2 separate regions of the Dromaius novaehollandiae genome follow, and region 2 is linked to region 1. The links are chromatin contacts, called in public Hi-C maps. All regions are on one chromosome and are shown on one strand. Each heading gives the region's core, a stretch centred on a gene start, on an enhancer-like site or on the middle of the called end of the contact. The rest is flanking DNA. Distances are from core to core; before and after follow the strand shown.

Region 1 (5,931 bases), core at 1,946-4,445:
CAAAGCAATGCAACATGCCACAGTTTGTATAAAAACACTATGAATATTGAATTGCTATTGGATAATGGAAAGTTCTTTGAGCCTTGAAGCTCTGTTTCTCCCATAAGTAAAAGCTTACCAAAATTAATGTCTTTCACTGCCCATAGCGAAGGTTGGATTGGGCCCTTAGAGAGCTTTTATGCCTCTCATTTTTTGCTGAAAATTCAACCATCTCCTCTTTTAAAAGCTCTTCTCTTTCTAGGGTTCTTCTCTTCCTTTTCTGTATGCTCTCTTCTTTATTTCTTTCCTCAGCCAAACTCAGACTAGTAGTCCCAGAAGGGCTAGCTTAATTTGGTTGTTTTAAGTACAAACCCCATTCACTACAGTACTCTCTGATATATTACCTATTATAATCTTTAACAGATGCTGCACATTATTGACTTTATCAAGCTTGCCCACTTAATAGTGTTAGTTAACAAACAAATGTAAAGAAGTACTTTGAAGACATTCGAAGGCTTTTGAGCTCATGAATAAATATCAGAACCAGACTACTTACTTGAATGTGTATGTTCACACTCAAAAGACATTTGGGTAATATTTTGTTCTAGTTTTCTCAGGACAGCATTCGTATTGCAGAATATTCCATGTTTCATTCCTAATGACACACATGTCCAAGCTCAAAGATTTTGTTTTGGGAAACTTGAGATAACATAAAGGACTGAGAGGAAAAATATAAATAGATGGTATTAACAGACAAACTATTTGACAGATTGCCAGTCACAAATATATTCATTTAATTTTCCTTTATGAAAAATTATTTTGTAACTCAGAAAGGTCAATAATCAAAAGAATTAGTCTGAGCTATCCAAAGCAGTGGAGCACAAAAAATGTTCCTAAGAATGTGTTGGTTTTTTTTTTTCCTGAGAGATCAAAGGCATTTGCCATGGAAAACAAAGATCACCTTCGTTATTATAGCAACAAATCCAGAATCTTCCTTCACGTATACAGAATAAAAGGACCGCGCAAGTTTTCTTTCCTTTCTAAGATTTCTAAGGGTTAGAAAGATTTATGATATTTACCTATGTATGGATCTGTCACGTGCGGCGCCCTGCACCAAGTAATGTCTGGAACAGTATGCCAGGAAATGGTTAAAGCAAAGAATAACATGCCTGGTGGATTATTTAATGCTGCAGAAGTAGGGGATAATGCGTGCTGCCATTTGGTGACCACCTGGCACTCTGGAGCATGCTAGTTGTCTCCTGTCATCATTGCCGTTGTGCTGCAGCACACACGGGCCAAGGAGCCCTAAATGGAGTTAGAGACGGTTCATTTTCTGGTGTTCCTGGAGACCGGTTAGAGTTTAACAAAGAAAGAAAGAATTGCTTTGCCAGTTTATTCATTCCTGTCAAGAAGGCAAGCTGTTATTTTGAAAGGAGCTAATGACACGATGGCGAAAACCATATAAGCTGAACAGAAACTTCCCCTGCATCCTCCAGCCAACTGTAAAGTCAGCCAGCAGAAATCTTGGAAATTTTACAAGTCCTCCTGCATTGAGAGCACTCAGGTTTGAATGCCAAGAATAAATCTCACTCTGAGGGAAACCTCTGAAATAATTGCTGTTGACCGAGCTTTTACTGATTGGTGAGGGCAGGGCGGATTGTGGCAGATAGTGTCATGCCATAGCAGATGCTGCATCCCTCCTGCCCCATTTGTACCAGATTTTGCCGTACTTGTCACTACATGAAGAAAGGAAGATGGTGCAGACTCCTTCCAAGCGCCGTCGTTATAGTCTGGGAACCTTGGGCCTGTCCTGTGATTCACTCCAGCTACTTTGTGCTATCCCAGAAAGCTGAGACAGCCATAAACACCATTTAACTGGTTGATTAAGTCAGCTTGCAGCTGCTTTTCATCACCAGAATTTTGCAAAGCAACCATGGTGAACCCTTTGGATCTAGGCCATAATTTTAAGCCCCTTTGCTGGGACAAGGCACTAAGCTGCACAAAAACAGCCTTGGGCTTGGAGGGTTGTTGTGATAACCAGGACAGCTCTGATTTACAGGTAATGCTTGACTGAGACCTCTTTCAGTTTAAGATGGGAGAAGCATTTCTGTAATGTTTTCTGAACGCTGCACACATATACTTCATTAAAGAAGGTAGTACTTAAGATATATCACACCTTGCACTTGAAATTTAGCAACAGTAAAAACGCATTGTTCATGGAAGATCCAGAGTCAAGACAGTTCACGTTGAAATACCCTGGGTCCTGTGCAGATGTCATAAACTCCCACATCATCTAACAATTCCCATCCCCAGTTGCGAGAAAAGATTCAGCAAGTATTTCCTTGAAGACAAATCAGACTGCAGCTTGGCCCAATATATTCACATTTGCAGTTTCTTAAGCCAGGTTCCTAGTGAAAACTCCTACTGACTTCAGTCACACAGCTTGGAGGAGTGGGAGCTGAATAAGACCTGTGGGACTTGGCTTTCTGAGAAGTATGTTCACTCCTTTTTTCTGTGTCTGGGGTCTTCTGCTTTCGAAATCTTTCTCAGCACCTGACCATGAGTGCTCTATGTCCTCTCTTTATAAATTCATTCCAAGTCACTAGCAAAACCATTTATTTTCCATGTTACTTATTTTAGGTTACTATGGCCATACAGTCAGGATTTCACAAACACAAAATAACTAGAAATTATTCTGAAGACATATATATTTAATTTAACCAGAGGGAAAATTAGCTTAGTAGTATCAAGACAAAAATCTGAAACGAAACCAGAATTAATTTATTAACCTCCCTTCAGATTCCATCATTATGCAGTAAAAGAGAAATTAAAATACACCCCACTTTTGACTCTGTTTGACAAGTCTCAGTCATAACTGTGGCAAGTTTATTGTTCTCAGTCATCTCCATACCCCAAAACACTGAGATTCCCAAACAACTGGTTTATTACCTCCATGACAAATATTAAGGACGATGCCTAAACAGTTTCTTCACTGGAGGGTCAATCTTATAAAAAGAATCACGTTCATACAGGAATGAACACAGCCCTGAGCCAAATGAAGACGTGCATGAGTCTGCAGTCCTGGCTGTCCTGCAGCTACACTCGTTAGTCCACCAATTACAATGACACTATTATTTGCCAGTTTGATGAAAAGTGACAGTATCGGCCTGTTTGCTGACTTGAAATTGCCTTCAGAGTTAGCTAGGTGGTGCTAGAATACACTTCTGTGTTAAATTAGCGGGCACATGGCTCATATTCTCCTTACTGTTGATCAGAGAGTACTTAAACCTTGTTTTTACAGTCTGCCTCCACGCTTAGAAACTGTGAAATGAGTCAGTTTACAGTTCAGTCCAGGACCTCTTCAGCAACTATTGATTAATTGGATACTGACAAGATTTTAAGGATAGAAATTGAAAAAAATGCACATTTTAAAGATCTCCTTTAATAGGATACAGCTGCTTCGGAATATCCCATTGCCTAGTATTTCTGCAGATTATTTTGTCTTCCTCAATATAGGAGTTTGTATTAGTTCTGCAATTTAATTTTCCTTGCTGCAACAAATCTTGACCTTTGGTCTCTCTAGCTCACTTTGCCGTGCAGTTCTGCGCTCTTCTTTGTTTGTTTGTAACTCACTCGGATGCACTTACTCAAAGGAAGTTGTGATATGGTTCATATGAAAGAGCTGCAGGGACAGTTCAGTGCAGCCTGAATTTATACTTTCATTTGGCTGGTCAGAAAATTGGTTGCAATTCAGAACAAATGTGTCATCCCAGATCTCACACTTCGTTCCACAGACAACTACGCACACACGGCTACAGCTGAAATGAAAACACAAGTCTCAGGGGATATTTAACCTCCAATAGCTTGAAATTCACTTATTACCACCTTTTCCAAATTGCGTACTAGCCTTTTTACAAAGATAAAAAGAGGTTTTGACCTGCTGGAAAATGAGTTTCAGCAAGTAAGTGTAGTGTGTAGACCAATGCAGTCATTGTACTCTGCTTTTGTAAGCAAACAGTTGCTGGTACTTGGCAACTAGTCTTGGGAAGAATTACCTTTTCCAACACCTTCTCGCTCTCTGCGTAAAGCCCATTCAAGTAGCATGCCTACCTCCACACAGGGACTTCTAACAATAAAAGAGAGCTGACTGCAGCTCAGTCATTGACATAAACGTGGTTGTATGTTTGCAAAAGAGCAGAACGATCCTTCTTCTGTCCAGTCTGAAAACTGAAGAAAGGAAGATATGTTGTTTTGCCGCCCATCAGCCAGAGAATGCACAAGAAAAGCAGAGAACTGATACAGAGTAAATACTTCTCTGTTCAGGTAAATATTGATGCAGCTGTTTATAGCACAGTCTACTGAGAAAAACAATACCTCTATCAGGGCAAAGGGCTTTAAAATAAACATTAACACACTTTCGGGATGAGTAAGTTTAAAATGGTTGCAGAAGGAACTGTCACATGAACGTAGCAGTCGTTGATTTATTCACATGGGATCTGCTTCTGTCAGCCTTCCTGCGGAAGAGAGACATTGAGCAAACCTCAGCCCACAGCTTTGGGCTGCTTCGCGGAGAGGAAACTAGAGAGAGACTATGGGCTGGATTTGCGGTGTAGACTGCACAGCCGGGAGAGCCGGGTGCTGGTTTCGCCACTGGTGCGTGGGAGTCCTGTGCGCTGCAGTATTGAAGCTTCAGAGATTTCTTTTCCTCTCTGTGCTCGCTTCCCTGTGCAAAGCCACGCAACCTCAGCAAGGGTCGGGACTTAAACAGCCCTTCCCTGAGATACAGCATGGGACCAGCCTTGGGCTAATAGAGAGAAATGGACTAAGATCTTTTCAGGTCGAGGAGGGGTTGGGAGTTAGCACAATGACCTATGGCTGAAAAGGGACATTGAGATTGTTCCTTCTCTGCCTGTGTTTAACTGGGGTTGTATACATGGGCTCACGCCTGGCAATTGGAATAATATCCGTTGTGGAAATCCTCAACGCTCAACAAGCTTAAGTGATTGGTATGCTCAGATATAGGCAGATGAAACTTAGCTGACAGCGGCCAGGAAGCATCAGGTAAGTCAGACGGGAGTTCAGACATGGGCATCTAGCACCAGATGCAGCATGCTCAATTCAGTTCTCCTAAAGCTACATCCCTTGAAAGGCTGAGCAGCTTAAGATATCAGCCCCAAACAAACTTTTCTCTGGTGCTGGGCAGCCCTAAACACACCTAAGATCATGAGGGATGGCATTTGTCTGAGCTACTCATTTTGACTCCTCAGTCAAAGGGTTAGAAATAAGCTCTTGTCGTTTGTGGTGTGTCTCATCAACAGATAGGCCTTAAGCTTGTTAGAAGAATCATGACTCACAAGTGCCTCTTTCTGCCTGCTAACTATAAAAGACAGTGTAATGTCCAAAATCTTTAGGTGAAGGATAACATACCCTCTGAAGGCCAGGGGTCCTTTGCTCTTCACACTGTTCAAATACTTAAGCACCGGCCCCCATCTACATCAGCAAGGTAAAATGCAGGAAAGAGTCACACTGCAGGACAGTTGCAAAGCTGTAACCAAGACACCTGTCTCTTTGGTGGGTATGCCAAGATTATTTACCTCTCTAGGCTGCTTGAGGAACAGTACCCACCATCATCTTTCACCATTTCCATCTACCAGACCTCTAGAAGAAAAGAAAAGGAAAAAAAAAGTACAACCTTAGCAATGTCTGACATAGTAATGCAAACCACCCAGCACACCTATTTAATCACAGTATCCCACCCAATCCTATTTGATTTTAAATTATATAATTTAATTATAGGAAACAACCTTTGGCCTTATGCCTCTGCTTTTAAAGGGATTGCTTCAGCTCCAGTCATTACATTTACGCCTGAACCGCCCACTTCAATATGGAAATTGTTGCAGCCCAAGGGGATTTCATTAAGTAATTAGGGAGGAGGGCATATAATGTCATTTG
Region 2 (6,057 bases), core at 3,351-5,850, 110 kb after region 1:
CTGAAGGAAATATATTGGAAGTTCCTATATTTAGAGAATTCTATTCTTAACTAAAGCTTCCTCCTCCTTCATCAGTGTTATTCCTCCAAATGTTACCAGGGAAAAGGGAAAATATTCATTATCAGGGAAATGTGGAAAAAACAAACAGATTGTAATGTAAGTAAGCAAGAGAGAAAAAATTAGTAGGAGCGTATTTCCTAAGCTATCCCTCTTTTTTCAGTGGGGTACAGTATAGTGTTTTCAGAAGAAACAGAAAATAAGAATCAAAATTCACTGAAAGATTCTACAAACAGAACCAAAAATATTTGCCAAAGCAAAATCCAAGACCAGTACATCATTAACCTGTCCAAAATCAAAATCTGGAATTGGAATCAAGAATTCCACATCATGACTTCTGAACTGATCTTTTGAAAAAGCCTTCAGAAATTCTCTTACTTACAATTTCTCTTACTAGCTACAAAATGCCTTTGGTGTACACTCTATATATCAGCACCACCTAGAGTGCATCACCAGAAACAACTCCAGTAACATGAAGCTAATTTTCTTTTCAAAGTGTGATTGTGTTTCAAAGGGACATTTCCAGACATACTCCCTCTCAATGACAGTATTTTTATTCAAACACCTAAAGGAGATGGTAAAAAAGATGTCACAAAGCATGTTAGCTTTCATTGAGCCCTGTAAGTCAATGTCTATTGTTTCCGGCTTGACCATCAGTAGTCAGAACATTCCTTGATCAGAATATAGTTAATGATGTGATGATGATGTCCAAAGCAGAACAGAATCCAATTCATCCTCCCAAACCTGCTTTGGCTTTCCATGAAAATGAAACAAATTGCTATATTTTCCAATAAAGTATTTAGTTAGGATTTAGATGGTAGGAGTAAGCAAATCAAAAGATATTGCAGATTTATTAATTAGTTGCTTATTATTAGTTGCTTATTTCTATCCACATTTTAATTACAGCCTGCTCATACCAGACATCTAATTTTATGAAGCCAACTCCTGCGTGTAGTTATAATAGCAACAGAAGCAGCTGGAAATCAATGCTATAGAAAACACACTCGATCTTCCATTGCTTTCCACCTAGGGAAAGCAAATGAAAAATGATACAAAGTTTTCATCTTGATTTATTTACACTCATTTTCTTCCAGTATAACTGAATAGGAGATACTTTACCATTGCTTTAGTCTGACACTGCAAAAATTAAAATAAAAAAAAATAAAGAAACACAGAATCACAAAATAGCTGGGGTTGGAAGGGAGCTCTAGAGATCATCTAGTCCAGCCCCTTGCTCGAGCAGTTTCAGCTACAGCAGGTTGCCCAAGACTGTGTCAAATTTGGTTTTGAATACCTACAAGGAAAGAGACTCCAAAGCTTCTCTGGGCAACCTGTTCCAACACTCAAACACCCTCACAGTGAAGAAGTGCTTTCTTATGTTGAAGCAGAATTTCCTGTGTTTCAGTTGTGCCCTTTGCCTCTCATCCTGTCGCTGAATACCACTGAGCAGAGTCTGGTGCCCTCCTCTTTACACCCTCCCTTCAGATATTCACAAACATTGACAAGATCCCCCTGAGCTTTCTCTTCTCCAGGCTAAGCAGTCCCAGCTCTCTCAGCCTCTCCTCATATGAGAGATGCTCCAGTCCCTTAATCATCTTTGGGGCCCTCTGCTGGACTTGCTCCAATAAGTCCATGTGTTTCTTGTACGGAGGGGCCCAGAGCTGGACACAGTACTCCAAATGTGGCCTCACTAAGTCTGAGTAGAGGGGAAGGATCACCTCTCTCCACCTGCTGGCAATGCTCTTCCTAATGCAGCACAGGATACCATGGGCCTTCTTTGCCATGAGGGTGCATTGCTAGCTCATGGTCAACTTGTTGTCCATCAGGCCCTGCAGATGCTTCTCTGCAAAGCTGCTCTCCAGCTGGTTGTTCCCCAGCGTCTGATGCCTGGAGTTATTCCTCCCCAGGTGCAGGACTTTTGCACTTCCCTCTGTTGAGCTTTATAAGGCTCCTTTCTGCCCATTCCTCCAGCCTGTTGAGTTCCCTTTGAATGGCAGTGCAATCATCTGGTGTATGAGCCACACCTCCTAGTTTTGTATCATCAGCTAACCTGCTGAGGGTGTGTTTGGTCACATCATCCAGGTCATTAATGAAGATGTTAAACAGTACTGACATCAGTATTGACCCCTGTGGGACACCACTGGTCTCCAGCCGGACTTCATGCCACTGATCACAACCTTCCGGGCCCAGCAGCTCAGCCAGTTTTCAGTCCAGTTTCCTGACCACTTATCTAGCCTGCACTTCATCAGCTTGTCTATGAGGATGTTATGGGGGGGACTGTGTCCAAAACCTTACTAGAGCCAAGATAAAAAACATTCACTGCTCTCCTCTTATCCCCCAAGCCAGTGATCTCATCACAGAAGGCTATCAGGTTGGTTAAGCATGGCTTCCCCTTTGTAAACCCATGCTGGCTACTCCCAGTCACCTTCTTGTCCTTCACATGCCTAGAAATGGTATCCAGGATTAGTTGCTCCATCACATTCCCAGGGATCAAGGTGAGGCTGAATGGCCTGTAGTTTCCCAGATCCTCCTTCTTTGCCTCTTAAAGATGGGACATTTGCTTTCTTCCAGTCCTCAGAAAGCTCTCCCGATCACCATGACATTTCAAAGCTAATGAAGAGTGGCCTCGCAGTGACATCAGCCAGCTCCCTCAACACTTGTGGGTGCATCCCATAATGGCCTATGGACTTGTGCATGCCTGGAGTAACTCGGTGGTGAATCAGGCCCTGTATCTGGAGACAGTGTTCTTCTCTGTGGTTTGTGACTGTATCAGTTAATCTGTATATTCTGTTAGTGTCCAGAAATGCTCACACAGAACTACTTTTCAAACCTACTGAACTGCACAGGTGCATTGTACATATATGCGTTTTTGATAAACAGACACCTGGCACTGATATCACACTCCTGATGCTGCTTATTTTCATCCTTTACACAAATGGAACAAGTTATTGGTATGGCTGCATAAAGATCTTATTACCTGCTGTTTTAAAGAATAAGCAAAATAGGAATATAGGCTTAACAAAACAGAAAATTTTCTTGCTATGTAAATATGTATGTAAAAATTCAGCTGTTAATAAATGCCGGTTATTCATCCCTGGCAAAGCAAAGCAAGGAGGCTGAAAACATGATTTCTTGCTCCATTGATCGAAAAGCATACACTGAAGAAGTACAGTCACTGATCTTTATTGCAGCATGTCATCCTTTTTATGAGGTATGAGAAGATACGACTGAATGGGACTAGCACAGGCTACGACCTCAGAAGACCGCACTCCTAATCAAAAGGAGCATAGCTCACAGTAATGCAGCTGATCTTTATTCCACTCTCTCCCGTTTTCCACTTATGCAGTGCTAGTTGCCTTCCTATTACAGCTGGGGTCCAGCTACCTCTACTGTAAGAACATTTCCTTTCTTATAGGCGGAATGAGGTAATCACTTTGCCTCTGGCCCTCTTCCTCATTTCTCTTCTGGCCTAGAAATACATTTAAGGTCACTCAAACTGAGCTGTATGCTTATGTTTCCGTTAACCATTATTCCCAGGCTAAGCCTTATAAAGCTTACATATTGTAAAGTCTGCACACTGTTAACTGTTACTAGTCAATATTAATTAATTACAATATTGCACACCATTAAGATTTATTTTATTGAAATACCTAACCTAAAGAGAAGGGACCAAAAAGAAAGTGTTTTGGACCTTTCAGTCCTGATAATAAATCTTTTCTTACCCACTATAATCAGGTGTCAATTATAACAGAGCATAATTTCTCAATACACTGCTGACAATGCATGCCAAGTAATATGTCCACCATAAAATGCACTTATATATTACTATTGCATTACGAATACACTAAGAGAAGATAATTATATCAGTGGGGAGACTCTGACCTGTATCCTTTCTACACAAAAAGGAGTACGGTGCTCTCAGCCAAAGCCTATTGCTGCTAATAAAATTATAGAAAAATGGAAAAATGTTATGGCCAAGAAATAGCCATACAAAGGTATCCCATAGATGGTACAATTGCAATGAAGTACCTGTAACTATTTTAAGAAAATAAAGGAACTTGCCATAATATCATGAAAATGCAGAACATGCAAACATTTTGCATGTAAATTATTCAAAATAAAAACTGATGTCTCAGTTATATAAATCCAAATCTGGGCATTTTTTTAATAGAGAATACATATATTCAGAGATATGACCACTGAGAAAGAAAAAAAAAAAGTGAATACTTTGAAGGCATATGAATCTTTTTTTGCTTCAGGGTAAACACAGTATTTCACAAACTGAAATTTTTTTTCTTGAGCTGAGTTATTCCCAACTTTATTGTTTCAAGACTTTCTGCATATTTCTCTGAAGCACATGAGACTGGAACCTGCCTGAACAAGGACATAGGACTATCTGGATCTTCGTTTTGTAGGATGGATCATTTTAATTCTATGACATCATAACAGTGCAAATTTATGTCCCTATATAAATCCTAGACTGTAGCATCTCCAGGTCATGTGACAGATGTAAAGAGACTATTTGGTCTGCAGATTGAATGCAGAGATCGAATGGGATTTGTACATTTTCTCAACACACATGTTGTCCTCCTTCTGAATTAAAACATATAGCCTAATCAGAAGTAACTCAGCTGGGACAAAGAAGGGCTTTTATTTAACACCTCAAGATGGGCAGTGGAGCCAGTTTGGAGAGCAAGGAGTCGGCCAGGAGGTCCAGAGAACTGGAGAAGAAACTCCAGGAAGATGCAGAGAGGGAAGCCAGGACAGTCAAACTACTACTGCTGGGTAAAAAGAATAGAAATTGTTGGTATTATTTTTTCCATTGAGGGGTTATTTTGTACTGAAATTACATTTCAGTAGAGGGAATTTCCCATCTTTTACTATTTTATTTGAAAAAAACAGTTCTCTTATACACAGACAGAATGTTTTCTGGTTTTGGACACTCCGTTTTAAATCATGAAGTTGCAGACAACCAATTAAGACACAGGGAAATGGTTGAAAATGACTGTGTCATTAAGTGTATTCAGTTTTAAATACTATAAATCTTTGACCTTGATGAATGACAAATACTGTTAGAACAAATGTTCTGCTGTTTTCTTATGCAAAATATGCATTCTTTTTCTTTCTCTTTTTTTGCTTCTCTTTCTTCTTGTCTCTATCTTCTTTTCCCTTCTTCTTTTCCCTTCTTTCTTCTTTTCCACTATATGAATTCATTTGCAGGAGGATTAAGTGAAGGAACTGGTTAAATAGAAAATACACGGGTGTCACCACCTGTTGAAAATGTTTGTTTTCCAACTCTTTCACTTCACTTTTTGCAGAAGCAGGAAGACACTTTTCTCAATGTATAGAAACAATATTGTGGATAGGGGAATGGAAGGCGATGAAATGAAATGAACGTAGATGACTATTCTCACAGAAGACTATTTCTAATCCATATTATGAACTACTTATTAACAGCCAGCTTGTGTAATAGAAAAATAAAAATTATATATTTTTTTCCTTTCTGTGATACTACTTAGACTATGAGAACTATCCAAGAGCATAATAATACCACTACTTTCTATATCTCTCTTCTAATAGTATGATGTCTGCTATTAGAATTTACATTTGTTTCACCAAATGAATAGGAAAACTGCCTTTTATTGAAATGTTTTATTTTTTCTTCGCTTGCTGAGACAGAGCTAGATCCCCTAGCCAGAGTGAATCAGCTTAACTCTGTTGTCTTCTATTTTATGCAAAGTATCTATTTACAACTACTAAGAATCTAACTATCATTGGTGAAAAAGAATGAAGAGGTAGACACAACCATGTAGGTTTCTTAAATAATAACAGGAAAATAACAATTTCATATACTTTATCTACCACTGATATTCAGACTGCAGTTTACAAAGTTGTTCAGTCTTGTGGAGAGCATGAAAATCTTAGGTGGCACTTTGATACAAGCTATTGCCCTAACTGAGACAGGCTTAAGTTGCTCAAATACAGGAAAAGTATATTATT

The links. A called contact is a pair of places that touch in the nucleus more often than the background predicts.
Region 2: a Hi-C map of brain shows a contact between it and region 1, with 4 times the contacts expected there. The contact joins the promoter of GNAT3 here to the enhancer-like site in region 1. A contact is called at or near these places in 3 of 4 Hi-C or Micro-C datasets (brain, liver and ovary).

The regions. Positions count from the first base shown.
Region 1 is chr1:8,390,891-8,396,821 of bDroNov1.hap1, forward strand. No RefSeq gene overlaps it. Among named protein-coding and RNA genes, the nearest start is that of CD36, 57 kb to the right of the region's middle. Within about 2 kb of position 3,196, at least 1 of the 2 cell types and tissues checked has open chromatin away from gene starts, as enhancers often do.
Region 2 is chr1:8,501,392-8,507,448 of bDroNov1.hap1, forward strand. It overlaps GNAT3 (G protein subunit alpha transducin 3), which reads left to right and starts at 4,601. Exons shown (of 8, transcript XM_064505075.1): 1 at 4,601-4,860. The coding sequence starts at 4,725.